3 separate regions of the Mus musculus genome follow, and all the other regions are linked to region 3. Evidence: chromatin contacts called from public HiChIP or PLAC-seq data. All regions are on one chromosome and are shown on one strand. The core of a region is the stretch at or near the end of the contact, and the rest is flanking DNA. Distances in the headings are between cores, read along the strand shown.

The links. HiChIP or PLAC-seq counts read pairs in DNA pulled down with a chosen protein or histone mark.
Region 1: an H3K27ac HiChIP or PLAC-seq map of bone marrow-derived dendritic cells shows a contact between it and region 3, with 6 times the contacts expected there. The contact joins the promoter of Aif1 here to the promoter of AA388235 in region 3. A contact is called at or near these places in 4 of 39 promoter capture datasets (the C10 cell line, frontonasal cranial neural crest, hippocampal neurons and 1 more), 2 of 115 datasets of contacts at active chromatin or transcription factors (astrocytes and bone marrow-derived dendritic cells) and 2 of 9 other capture datasets (adipose tissue and liver).
Region 2: an HNF4G HiChIP or PLAC-seq map of pancreatic cancer cells shows a contact between it and region 3. The contact joins the promoter of Msh5 here to the promoter of AA388235 in region 3. A contact is called at or near these places in 3 of 39 promoter capture datasets (cranial neural crest and liver), 2 of 115 datasets of contacts at active chromatin or transcription factors (large pre-B cells and pancreatic cancer cells) and 1 of 9 other capture datasets (adipose tissue).

The regions. Positions count from the first base shown.
Region 1 is chr17:35,174,645-35,179,302 of GRCm38.p6, reverse strand. Aif1 (allograft inflammatory factor 1) reads left to right here and starts at 3,251. Exons shown (of 8, transcript NM_019467.3): 1 at 3,251-3,330.
Region 2 is chr17:35,043,977-35,048,170 of GRCm38.p6, reverse strand. Msh5 (mutS homolog 5) reads left to right here and starts at 1,426. Exons shown (of 25, transcript NM_001146215.2): 1 at 1,426-1,471; 2 at 1,784-1,940; 3 at 2,118-2,241; 4 at 2,797-2,877; 5 at 2,995-3,057; 6 at 3,733-3,854; 7 at 4,037-4,146. The coding sequence starts at 1,797.
Region 3 is chr17:33,979,707-33,983,781 of GRCm38.p6, reverse strand. It overlaps AA388235 (expressed sequence AA388235), which reads right to left and starts at 2,290. Exons shown (of 1, transcript NR_033305.1): 1 at 1-2,290.

The sequences.
Region 1 (4,658 bases), core at 2,002-4,501, 1.2 Mb before region 3:
CAATCTCGCTACCACAATCTTTCTTAGGTTTAGGGTTGGTTTTGTTTTTTTTTTTTCTTTTTTATTTTTTAAATAAGAAATGTTTTGCCTGCCTGTTTACATGTGCACCCTGTGTATGCCTGGTGCCCATGGAAGTCACAAAAGGGCATCAGATCCTTCTCCGGAACTTGAGTTCCAGACGGCTGTGAACCACACTGTAGGTGCTGGAAATGGAAGCCGTCCTCTGTGAGAGCAACACCTGCTCTTAACCGCTGGGCCATCTTTTCTAGCCCTTGACCCCATCTTTGAAACTAATGCATTTTTTCCCTCCTTGTGTCTGTGAGGGGCTCTGTTCTGTAACAGGTTGATGTACTGTCTAGTTGCTTCTCACTGTGAAGTGACACATGACTGTTGGAGAAGCAATGTCTCATTGTTAAGAAGGCTGGCTTGGAGCACTTCCAGCGCTTGCTCCCTCCCAAGCTACTCTCTCAGCCACCAGGATAACCACACCACTTGGGAAGGCCTCATTGGGTCATCTGGCCACCAGTGAGCTGTGGTGAGGCCTTCTCCTTAAGGTAGCTAAGTGGAGGGTGTGGGTCCCGGGTGCCATGGGCAGGTACGTGCTGCCCCCTGCTGGGGACCTGAAGCATTTTGGCTTCTCCATAGGGCCTCAATTCCCCTTCCCAAGATCTTAGTTCCCATGCAGAGTAGGTGAGGAAAACACGTTTCTTCACTATAAGCCCATGGTTTGGGAAGGGAGGTACAATGGCCTTCTGGTTTGAGACGAATATTGTATTTTCTTGTCTTTTCTTTTGTTTTATGTGTATGGGTGTTTTGTCTAAATGTATGTCAGGTCACCTGTGTGCCTGGTGTCTACAGAGACAATAGTGCATAGGCTGTCTTGGGACTGGAATTAGAGGCAGTTGTGAGTTGCCATAGGGGTGCTGGGAATCAAACCTGGGTCCTCTGGAAGAGCAGCAGGCATTCTTAGGTATGCTGAGCTGTCTCTCAAGCCCCCAACCTATGTTTTCACGATGCACACTCTGACACAGGGCAGTATTCTGTAGCCCAGGACTTAATGGTTTGCATGGCATCGTTCTGAACTAGACTCCGTGTTCACTACCTGTGTGCACATCTGTAAATCGAGAACTGCAACCATGACTGTCCAGACTTCCCGCCCTAGCTACTTAGTGTATATAAGGCTCTCCTCCTACCCTTGGGTTGGGGTGATCCAGGAGATCACCGGGCCTAAACTTAAGAGGACTCTGCTCCTCTTACCTTTCTCCCAGGTAAGAAAGACTTCCAACCATCTTACCATAGCTATGGATTCTAAGACACTGCATGAATGCTTTTGAGATCAGTCCATGTCTTAGTCAGGTTACTATTACTGTGATGAAATATCATGACCAAAAGAAACTTCGGAAGGACTTTTTGGGCTTACAGGTCCTGAGTTACACTGTCCACTGAGGGAAGCCAAAGCAGGACCTCAAACAGGCAGGAACCTGGAGGCAGGAGCTGATAAAGAGGCCATGGAGGTATGCTTCATACTGGCTTGCTCCTCATGGCTGCTCAGCCTGCTTTCTACAGAACCCAGGATCACCAGCCCAGGATGGCCCCACCCACGGTGGGCTGGGCCCTCCTCCAATCATACTGATTGCGGGCATTTTCTCAGTTGATGATCCCTCTTTCAGATGATTCTGCTTGTAGCAAGTTGACAAAACTCTCCAGGGCAGTCCATCTAGAGTAAGTCATGGCGTATGTGTATTCAAGAACAATTTTCATTATCTCAGACTTTCTAGGGAAGTTAATAGTTTTGTTATTTTGTTTTGTTTTGTTTCGTTTTTTTTTTGTTGTTGTTGTTGTTTTTGACAGGATCTCAATTATGTAGTTCTTGGCTGGCCTTGGAACTATGTGTAGACCAGGCTGGCCCTGAACTCAAGAGATTCACCTGCTTCTGCCGCTTGTGTACTAGGATTAAAGGTGTGCACCAACACACCCAGCCTTCAAAAATATATATGTGTGTGTGTGTGTGTGCGCACACACACACACACACACACACACACATATATATACTTTTTAAAAATTTATTTTTGGCTTTTCGAGACAGGGTTTCTCTGTATAGCCCTGGCTGTCCTGGAACTCACTTTGTAGACCAGGCTGGCCTCAAATTCAGAAATCCGCTTGCCTCTGCCTCCCGAGTGCTGGGATTAAAGGCGTGCACCACCACTGCCCGGCTATCAAATTATATTTTAATTAACTTAAGACACATCCTACTCTGTAACCCAGGATACTTGAACGTTGAGTATGTAGATCAGGTTAGCCTTAAATATTCAGTAACTCCTTGAATTAAAAAATTAGTTCTTGGGCTGGCGAGATGGCTCAGAGGGTAAGAGCACTGACTGCTCTTCCAAAGGTCTTGAGTTCAATTCCCAGCAACCACATGATGGCTCAACTACCCATAATGAGATTTGATGCCCTCTTCTGGTGCATCTAAAGACAGCTACAGTGTACAATAATAAATAAATCTTTTTAAAAAAATTAGTTCTTAGGGTTAAATAAATAGCTCAGCCAAATAGTGTTCTGGCTGCTCTTCCAATGGACCTGGGAGTCTGTGGCAGCTCGCATTCTCTCATAACTCCTGCTTCAGAGTATCCAACACCCTCAATTGGCCTCTGGAATAGAACTGGTACACAGACAAACATGTAGGCAAAAGACCCCCGTGCCCACAACACACATTTTTTTTAAAGTTATTATTCAAACCAAGCAATGGTATTTTGTCCTGTATGTCTTTATTAAAAGTGTCACTGACTTCAAATCACAGCAGTTGGAAGGCTGAAGTCAGTTGTTCATCTTCAGCTATGTACTGAGTCCCAGGGCAGCCTGGGCTATATGAGATTCTGTTTCAACAAGATGAAAACAAGAGATCATGGGCTGGAGAGATGGCTCAGTGGTTAAGAGCACTGACTGTTCTTCTAAAGGTCCTGAGTTCAAATCCCAGAAACCACATGGTGGCTCACAACCATCTATAATGAGATCTGACACCCTCTTCTGGTGTGTGCCTGAGGACAGCTACAGTGTACTTATATATAATAATAAATAAATCTTTTTAAAAAAGAAAAAGAAAAGAGAAAACAAGTAGCCTGTGGGCTACTGACACTTGAAAGAAATCTTGGCAGTACAGGTACCTCAAGAGGACTGCTGGCCTCAGGAAAGGCTGGGCCACTGTGACCTCACAGAAAGGTAGCCGTGGTGATAGGCACCCAGTTCCTCCATCCTATTGTTTCCCTGTCAGGCTCCTCCAAGGCCCAAACTAACTGGAGCCAGACGAACCCTCTGATGTGGTCTGCACAGGTCAGTCTCCTGGGCAAAGAGCAGGGCTGGAAGAATGGAGGGTAAATAGAAGGCTCTCAGGGCACACACACGTGTGTACACACACACACTCTCGCTCTCTCTCCCTCACTTTCTGGACAGTGCATCCTTTTCCAGGCAGCACAGTCAGTTCACAGGCCTTAGTCCTCTAGTCACCCCCGTGAAGAGCACTGAACCACGGCAGAGGCTCGAAGCAGGCCGCCTCTAATCTCAGTGTTCTGACAGCACCTTCCCTGACTCCATCCCCAGGCCTCTTCTGCTACATTTTGTTTGGGGGTTTTGGTTTTTCTCTTAAATTTATTTTTATTCTCTGTCTGTCTGTGTGCAAGGGCATGACTGGACTGGTTAGAGGTCGGCTTGTGGAAATCTGTTCTTTCCTGCCTGTCTACCACGGGGGTTCTCGGTTCCCACTCAGGTCTTCATGGTGGCAGCACCTCACTCACAGAGCCCCACCCTAACCCCAGCCCTGGCTTTTCTTTTCAGACCTGTCTCAGGCTCACCTAGAACTCCACAAGACTGCTTGCCTCAAACCTTTGGCAGTCCTGACTCAGCCTCCACAGTGCTGGGAAACAGTCTTGCATCTCCCTGGCTGACTTTTTAAAATTCCATTTTTTGTTTTTTGTTTTTTTTGTTTTTTTCGAGACAGGGTTTCTCTGTATAGCCCTGGCTGTCTGGAACTCACTTTGTAGACCAGGCTGGCCTCGAACTCAGAAATCTGCCTGCCTCTGCCTCCCGAGTGCTGGGATTAAAGGTGCCCCCCCCCCCCCGGGCTTTTGGCTTTTGGGCGACTGTTGCTCTTACACACACACACACACACACACACACACACACACACACACACCTTCACACTAAGATATACAATCTCTAGCCCGGCAGTGGTGGCGCACGCCTTTAATCCCAGCACTTAGGAGGCAGAGGCAGGTAGATTTCTGAGTTCAAAGCCAGCCTGGTCTACATACAGAGTGAGTTCCAGGACAGCCAGGGCTACAGAAGAAACCCTGTCTCAAAAAACCAAAAAAAAAAAAAAAAAAAAAAAAAAAAGATATACAACCTCACTCACTTCCTGAGCAAAGCTCGTCACACTCTTGCAGTTTGCTAACTGATAAAGGTTTAATACAGAATCTTCTATTATAGCAAAACTCTTTTTGAGACAGGGTTTCTCTGTATAGCCCTGGCTGAGCAAGACTCTTTTAACCGGGTTTATGTTAATAGGGTGACTTTTGGAAAGTCCCTAAAGATAGGAATCTTGTTGCCAAGGGCAGGAATGAGGAAGAGAGCTATAACTTTCAACTCAACTGGTCAGTAGCCAA
Region 2 (4,194 bases), core at 177-2,676, 1.1 Mb before region 3:
CTGATCATCACTATTGACTGTGGCTGCCTGAATTGCTACGCACACACAAATGCGTTATCTTGCCTTTATTTTCCAGGCTGCTCTGTCCTGGGATCACCCAGCAGTGCTCCTGGATTTGAAGCCAGGACTGCATTAAAAAAAAAAAAAATGTAGACTGCCATCTTATCTCTGAGCTCCCACTTCTTCTTTCTCCAGCTCTTCTTTTCTTCTGCTGCCTTCTCTTCCTGGGTCTGATCCCTTCCTCTTCTTGGTAAACCAGTCCCTAATCTCTTCATACCCCAGAATGGAAGGTGTGTCCCTCTCTGCCACTCCCCAGAGCTGTCACCAATAACCTCTTCCAGGTTTCCATAACTCCATTGCTCAATAATTTGCCAAGAGTAACCATTAACCCAGCCCTTAGACCTGCTCCCCTTTGGAGATGATTTTTCCAGTCGCTGATCAGCAGAGCCAGGTCACCTCATGCCATTTCTGAACCTCAGGCAGGATCTTAGTTTAGTGTAGCTAGGACAGTTTTTAAAAAATTATGTGGTGTGTGAGTGTGAGTGTGAGTGTGTGTGTACAAGCAGCACAGGTATGGAGGACAGAGGACAATCTGGGTACAAAATTGAAGGTACTTTTACCTGCTAAGCCAGCACTGAAGTTTTTGTTTGTTTGTTTATTGTTTTGTAAAGTATGGTTTTTTTTCTTTCCCTCAGAAACTCCTTCCTTCTCCTTCTTTCCCATCCAGATGGATCATCAGTCAGAGATACCCTGTGTCCTTAGGGGTGAGAGGACTGTAGTATGGTTGTATGTGTTCTAATTAGGTCTACTTTCAGAATTTAGTGTCTTTCAGATACTTATACTTCCTCTTCAGGGGTTCCAAAATAATCAAGCCCCGTGTTGCTCCTGTGGTTGGTGATCATCTCCTGCAATCAGGAAACAGGCAAAGTAGGTCTGAAACAGGAGTTAGTTCTTACTTCCACTTATTTATTTAAAACACTCATGTAGCGCTTACTTTGTTTGCTGGGCACTGTTCTGAGTTTTTTATAAATATTAACTTAGTGGGTACAAATATTAACGGAGTTGTTGCTGTTGGCACAGGTTGAATTAATGTTGCTTCTCTCCACTCTTCAGGAAGGAGGAAGACTGCCTCTGGCCCTTTAAGGTCGGCCTCCGGGCTCTGGCCTTCTCCACCGTGGCCCAGACCCTTTTTCCAGGCGGGGACCTTAGTTTAGGGCGGGCTCCGCCCAACATCAATCAAAGCTCTGCGACACGGCTGCTTAGCAACGGCAGAGGGCGGGAATTTTGAACACTCTAGCACCGCCCCCAATGCAAACGGACCAATCGACATCTAGCGTCCTCACCGCCTTCCCGTTGGATGGCTAAGCAGACCCTTTCAGCCACTAAGGGGGCGGGGCGAGCGCGCGCGGCCCACGCCTACAGGCTGCAGGCTTGCGGCGGTTGGTCAGGGAGGTGGATCGTCGCGGCTGAGGTGACGGAAAAGGCGGGAAAGTGCTGCGAATTGGCGGCTCCAGTGGGGTGGGGGTGGGGGAGGGGGTGGGGGTGGGTCAGGAGAGCGCGCTGCGGCTGTAAGGGCGTGGGTGGCGGGAGAGACTTGACGTGACAGCGCGCTCCGTCAGAGCTTCCAAAGCACGGCTTCGAGTGACAGGAATGAGGGTGGGACAGTAGCTCGGAGCTGCTCCCAACCTAAAGGGGCAGCCCCCGCGCCTGTCCCCTGAAAGCCCGCGCACCAGCCGCCTGCTGAATGCTGCTTTTGGACCTCCTTCCCCTCCCATGTCCTCAGAGTCGCCGAGCCCATGGCTTTCAGAGCGACCCCAGGCCGGACGCCGCCGGGACCCGGACCCAGATCCGGAATCCCCTCAGCCAGCTTCCCCAGCCCTCAGCCCCCAATGGCGGGGCCTGGAGGTATCGAGGAAGAGGACGAGGAGGAGCCCGCCGAGGTGTCCGCGGAGTTGGGAGGGCTGGGAGAGGCTGAGCCGACCCCGTTTCACGTTGACTAAACTCCCCATGAGTGCCTATCTCCGAGATTTGGTTAAATGATTAATAATAAGGGATGACCAATCCATGCCCTTCCGAGGGATTCAGATATCGATCCCCTTTCCTTCCTCGCGGGACAGATCCATCTGTGCGTGCTGTGGAGCTCGGGATACCTGGGCATTGCTTACTATGACACTAGTGACTCCACTATCCACTTCATGCCAGATGCCCCAGACCACGAGAGCCTAAAGCTTCTCCAGAGAGGTGCGACAGAGCCCTGCATTCCTCTCCTCTGGGGTGGGACGTGTGTTCACTCATACATCCTCATGTAGTTTATAGTCACCTGATTTAGGAATTACTTATTCAACACAACTTTATTAGGTACCTACTGTATGTGAAATGCTACAGATTTTGTCCCTGGCAAACCATGATTTTAGTGATAGTTTCCAGGACACTCTTGTTCCTTCCCACCGTGCCTTTACTAAGTCTCCTCCACTGCGCTCCCAGTGTGCAGACCATCCCTTACAGACATAAAATAACTTTAGTTTGGTTTTGGTTTTTTTTTGAGACAGGGTCTCACTATGTACTATGTGGCTCTGGTTTATCCTGAAACCTATTGTGTAGATCAGGCAGATTTTGATTTCATGGAGATTCCCCTGCCTCCCAAGGGCTGGGGTCAAAGGCATGTGTCACCATGCCTGGCTAAGATGATAAATTCTTGAGGAGAACAGACAGTGGCAGGAAGAGAGCCACCACTTTCCTCTTAGTCACAGTGGAGATATCCTTCGACTCATCAGGCACCTTCCTTCTCTCTTCAAGTTCTGGATGAAATCAACCCCCAGTCTGTTGTCACAAGTGCCAAACAGGATGAGGCTATGACTCGATTTCTAGGGAAGCTTGGTAAGGATTGCATAGAGAAGGGGAAATGGAAATAGACTACTAAATCTTTGGCTGGGAGGGAGCATGGGACAATGACAGGCCTGAACTGTACAAGACTGTGGCCTCTTGCCTCCACAGCCTCCGAGGAGCACAGAGAGCCAAAGGGACCTGAAATCATACTTCTGCCAAGCGTGGATTTTGGTAGCTCCTTCCTTTTATGTTACCAGCCCCCATCCCAGGGCCTCTGTCCTTTCTCTGAAAGGAGCTCCTATTATCAGAAACCTTGCCTCATGTACTCTTATCTGGAAGCTGCTTCCCACACCCCATCATGAGTCTCCCCGAGATCTCTCCTGCACCTTTACTATCTTTAGTACAACTTACTGAGAAACTATGGGGTTAGGTATGTGAGGAATGGGGGAGTGGAAGAAAATGGAGAGATGATACTCTTAAAAACAGTTTTGAACGTTGGAGCCAAAGTCCTTTGTTGCATTAAAAAGGAAACGGCACTGTTTCTGGGAACCATGGTCCATAAGGCACTCCCTACTTTGCAAACTTCCAGGTTTGCAAAAAGGACAGGAAATACAGGAAATGGGCAGTATTAGTATTAGTTCCATATATATCCACAATCCCTGCCATCTTGACCTTTTGCCTCCTGAGTCACTTGTCTCTCTCAGGTTGTGCTTATAGCCAGACATCTACATTACATAAAGAACCGAAAGAATGAGACTACATCTGTATGTTTTGATTCTTTCTTTAGCTTTCCTTAACCACCTCTATGGCCTTGGACAAGCCATATGGTCAGATTTGTTCTTATTGTTAAACTGGGGCAAGAGAATGGACCTATGAGACCTTTCACTCCCCATCCTCCCCAAATAGGTCCAGAGATAAGCAAACAGCGTCTCCTTTCCGGAAACTACTCCTTCATCTCAGACTCCATGACTGCTACTGAGAAAATCCTTTTCCTCTCCTCCATTATTCCCTTTGACTGTGTCCTCACGGTGAGCTGGGTCATGGGGTGAGGGCTAGGATGCAGCTGGGGAAAGGCATGAGCTCCCAGCCACAGGGCAGAATTGTGACTGGACTGCCCAGCCCTGTAAAAATCACGGTTTTCCTGATAGTAGTGTCGTCTAGCTTCTGGAACACTAGGCTTCATCCAACTTCACTGCTGATCCCCTCCCAGGTCCGGGCACTTGGAGGACTGCTCAAGTTCCTGAGTCGAAGAAGAATTGGGGTTGAACTGGAAGACTATGATGTTGGCGTCCCTATCCTGGGATTCAAGAAGTTTGTATTGTAGGTGACTCATCCAAACCTCAACCAAAGTAAAGAGGACTGGGAGGT
Region 3 (4,075 bases), core at 1,041-3,540:
ATTCAGCTAAGCCCTGCACCTTCCTAGCACACAGCGAATGCACAGCAAATGTTACAGCTTGCTTTCTTAGGACTTGACCATTATCCTCATTGCCTTGGTGCCCCTGAGAGATATCATCATTCCCAGAAAGCGGGAAACAATTTTATACACACTAAGCCCTCATTCCCAAGAGTGGGGTGGTAGGTATGTGGTTGTTGAGTGGGTGTAGAATAAGTAGCAGTGGTCACAAGATCTTAAAGGTTCTGGTCATGGAGCAAACAAAGGGAAGGAGATTAGATTCTGGGGTTTCTCTCTCTCTTTTTCTCTCAGTCGTTCTTTCTCTACTATCTGGCCAGGCATTGGTGGCACACGCCTTTAATCCAAGCCCTTGGGAGGCAGAGGCAGGCAGACGTCTGAGTTTGAGGCCAGCTGGTCTACAAAGTGAGTTCCAGGACAGTCAGGGCTATACAGAGAACCCTGTCTCGAAAAAAGAAAGAAAGAGAGAGAGAGAGAAAGAAAGAAAGAAAGAAAGAAAGAAAGAAAGAAAGAAAGAAAGAGGGGGAGAAAGAAAGATAGTTTTAATAATAATAATAATGGTAATAATAATAAATAATAATAACAAAATGTTTAGCCTCTCCTTTTGCTCACAATCCAGAAGAGGTAGTGGAAGAGAAAAGTTATTTAGATATGGGGGAAGTGGACCTGTTTAACAATAGCTTTTGGGGGGCAAGCTCAATTTTCTTTGTCAGCAGTTCAGTCCCATGGCAAACACCAAATACGAATCAACAGCTTCAGTCCAGACTTCTTGGCCAGCAGACCCCATACAGGAACCAGCAGGTACAGTCCAGTCCTCTCAGTAGGGAAACACCATGCCTGAATCAGCAACTGTAGAAACCAGAAGAGCAAGCAGACACAGAGCAAGCCTTTCCTTCTTCCAGGTCTTCATGTAGGCTTCCAGCAGAAGTCATGGCCCAGAGCAAAAAGTGGGAGGGGCTCCTGCTCAAATATTCTGGTTTACACCTGTGTCTTCCTACCTCAAAGAAAAGGATCAGAAATTGATTTTCACACTTCAAATTAAGCAAAAACACCTCACAGATGCTGCCCTCCATTTTGAGGTTTTAGTTAACCCCACATGTAGCTGACATCAAAGAATCATCACCATGGTCCCTGTCCGAGTTCTGGAACTGCTCTCTGGGGCTTTGCAGCTCCTTTTAGCACCCATGGCTCTGCCTCCTGCCTCCCCTCTTACAGGGAGTTTTCTTCCCACGGCTGGAAAAGCACGTAAAGTTCTTCTGGATGTAGTTTGATGAGAGCAGGGCGGCCTGAGACCTGAGAGCCCTGGAGAAGTGCAGATAGGAAGGAGGCCCTGGGGCAGCTCAGCAGCCTGGATCCCCTTTACCCTCAGCTCTGTGGGTTCAGACGCTGTCCTCTTTGTTTCTTCCACCAGGCGGCGCTGTTGCCCAAGAATGCGATGCTTCTCTTTCATCTTCAACAGGTGAGACTCTGGAGGGTCTGCAGTGGGAGGGAAGATGGGAAAGGGGACACCTTTCTCTGCAGGAATGCTCTGGATGTTGGGATGTCATGGGCTGTTACAAATTAGCATTCAAACGTCTGAGTCGAATTTATCTTGTTCATAGGGAATCAAAAACTCACATCAGCTCAAGTGCAAAGATGAGCACACACTGTGTCTTCTTCCTGGGATGAGGCTGTGACCCACTGGGCATGGTAGGTTCATAAAATGAAATATCATCTGTATTTTTAATTTTATGCTTTTTGACAAATTGTCATTTCAATACACTCTATTTCAACCATCTTTTCCTGTCCTGTTACAGAGCGCTCTTCATTGGCTGGTGGGACAGTGATGTCCAAACATTCCTGTGCCCTCCACTCCTGTCCTCACACTCTGGATGTGTAGGAGAAAGAGAAGGAGTATTTTTCAAATCATATTTTTAAAATTTTATTGTCATGAGATGTAATCATTTTTGTATGTGAATATGTATGTGCACTAGCACTAGCATTCGATCCCTGGGAACTGAAGTTGCAGATGGTTGACAGCCACCATGTGCTGATGGAACTCACCCTGGATCCTCTGCAACAGGAACTGTTACAAACGCGTTCTCTCACACCCGGCCAGGAAGAACACAACAACCAGAATCTTCTGCGGCAAAGCTTTATTGCTTACATCTTTATGGGGCCAGAGCGCCAGAGCGCGCGGGAGAGCGAGGGCGCGCCAGAGCGCCGAGTCCTATTGTTACATCTTTAGGCAGCGAGAGAGCGCAAGGCGCGCAGAGCCAGAGAGATGCCAGCGAGAGAGAGATGGCGGAAACCCCCTCCCTCTTTAAGGAGAACTATATTTTTGCTAGGATGCATCACTCCCTGATTGGCTGCAGCCCATGGCCGAGTTGTAGTCACGGGGAAGGCAGAGTACATGGGGGGAGGAGTACCCTGGCACATGCGCAGATTATTTGTTTACCACTTAGAACACAGGATGTCAGCGCCACCTTGTGACAGCGAATGTGGGGCGGCTCCCAACAAGGAACACGTGCTCTCAGCTCTGAGCCATCTCTCCAGCCACCACTGGAATGTTCACATCAAAACCACACAGCTGATCCACAGCCTGCTGCTGAGCACATGAGAGAAACTAGAGGCCCAGGAAGAGACAGTGTCAGTGCATAGCTCAGGAGGGAGGGGAGCTGGGCACTGATGGGGAGAGGCCTGAGGACAGAGACAGAGAGGGGCTGAGCAGGAGGGGACAGAGGCAAAGGGGGAGACCTAACTCCGCAGAGTCCCCTGTTGGAGGGTATCTCTGTCAGATTGCACTGGACACATCTGCAGAACCCTGCTGGTCTCTTCCATTTCATAGTGAACGCTATGCTGGTTTGAATGAGAACAGCCACACGGGCTCATAGGAATGAATCCTTCATATCCAGCAGATGGAACTCTTGAGAAAGATTGGAGGTGTGGCTTGGTTGGAGAAGTGTCACTGGGCTGGGCATTGAGGTTTTAAACATTTCCAGGCTCCAGGCACCTGCGTTTGGCTGTGCCTGTGGTCTGGCTGGACTTTAATGGCGTAGGTTGCGGAAAGCTGGACCAGGGACCATTATAGAGCAGGTGAACGTGCAGACCGCCATTGCGCATGAGCAGGAGCTGCTCAAGATGACTGACAGGCGTTTCAGGAAGTGCATCAGGAAGCCTGGGGCTCCTTGGACAACTCTGAGCAGGAATGCATCACCATATGCATGGACCGTTACAAGGACGCCTTGAACACTGTGTCCTACGCCTACAACTCTCGACTGCCACTGGAACAAGCCAACGTGTGATCGACACCTGTGCTTTCTGACAGTGCTCTCAGAAGACAGCAAGGACCAGTGTGAGTGCAGGGACATGGCTGACCCACTGAGCTGTGACCTCATGAGAGAGCAAGCCAATGAAGCACTGATGGGAGGGTGGGGAGGAGCGACTCCCACTGTTCCCAGTGTCTCTCCTTTGGTATGCAGATAGATGTGTGAGCTTACACTGTTCTTGTACCATGTCTTTCCTCTGCCGTCATGGATTCACATTCTCTGAAAGTAGAGAACAGATTAAAAACATTCACAACTTGATGGGGTCCCAACGTCTTATAGTCGTAGAAAAGTAACGAAAGCCAAGTGTGATGACACAGGCCATTAATCCCAGCAGACAGGCGAACTCTGTGAGTTCAAGGCCAGCCTGATGAACATGGTCATCTGTGGAGACCCACCTTGCCTTATAAAAACAGGATAAAACAGAAGAAAAGTAACAGAGACAGATCCTTCTGTGGAGCTGCTTAAGGCCAGTTGCTTCCCTAGTCAGGATGAAACCTAAGAGCATCAAGTTCTCAGGGAAACGGGGGAGAGGTCAGGTCAAACTCCACACAACCAAAACCTGTGTAAACTTAATCTTTCCCAATATCACTGATCAGGGGTGAAACCTCGAAACACCAGTGTGTGCTCTCTGGCATGAGGATCATCTTTCTTCCAGTGTCCACACTGCACAGGCGTGAGGAACTCTGGGGCCAACTCAGTTATCAGATCCAGTGTCCCACACAGCTGTGACATTCATGTCTCTCACCTCATCA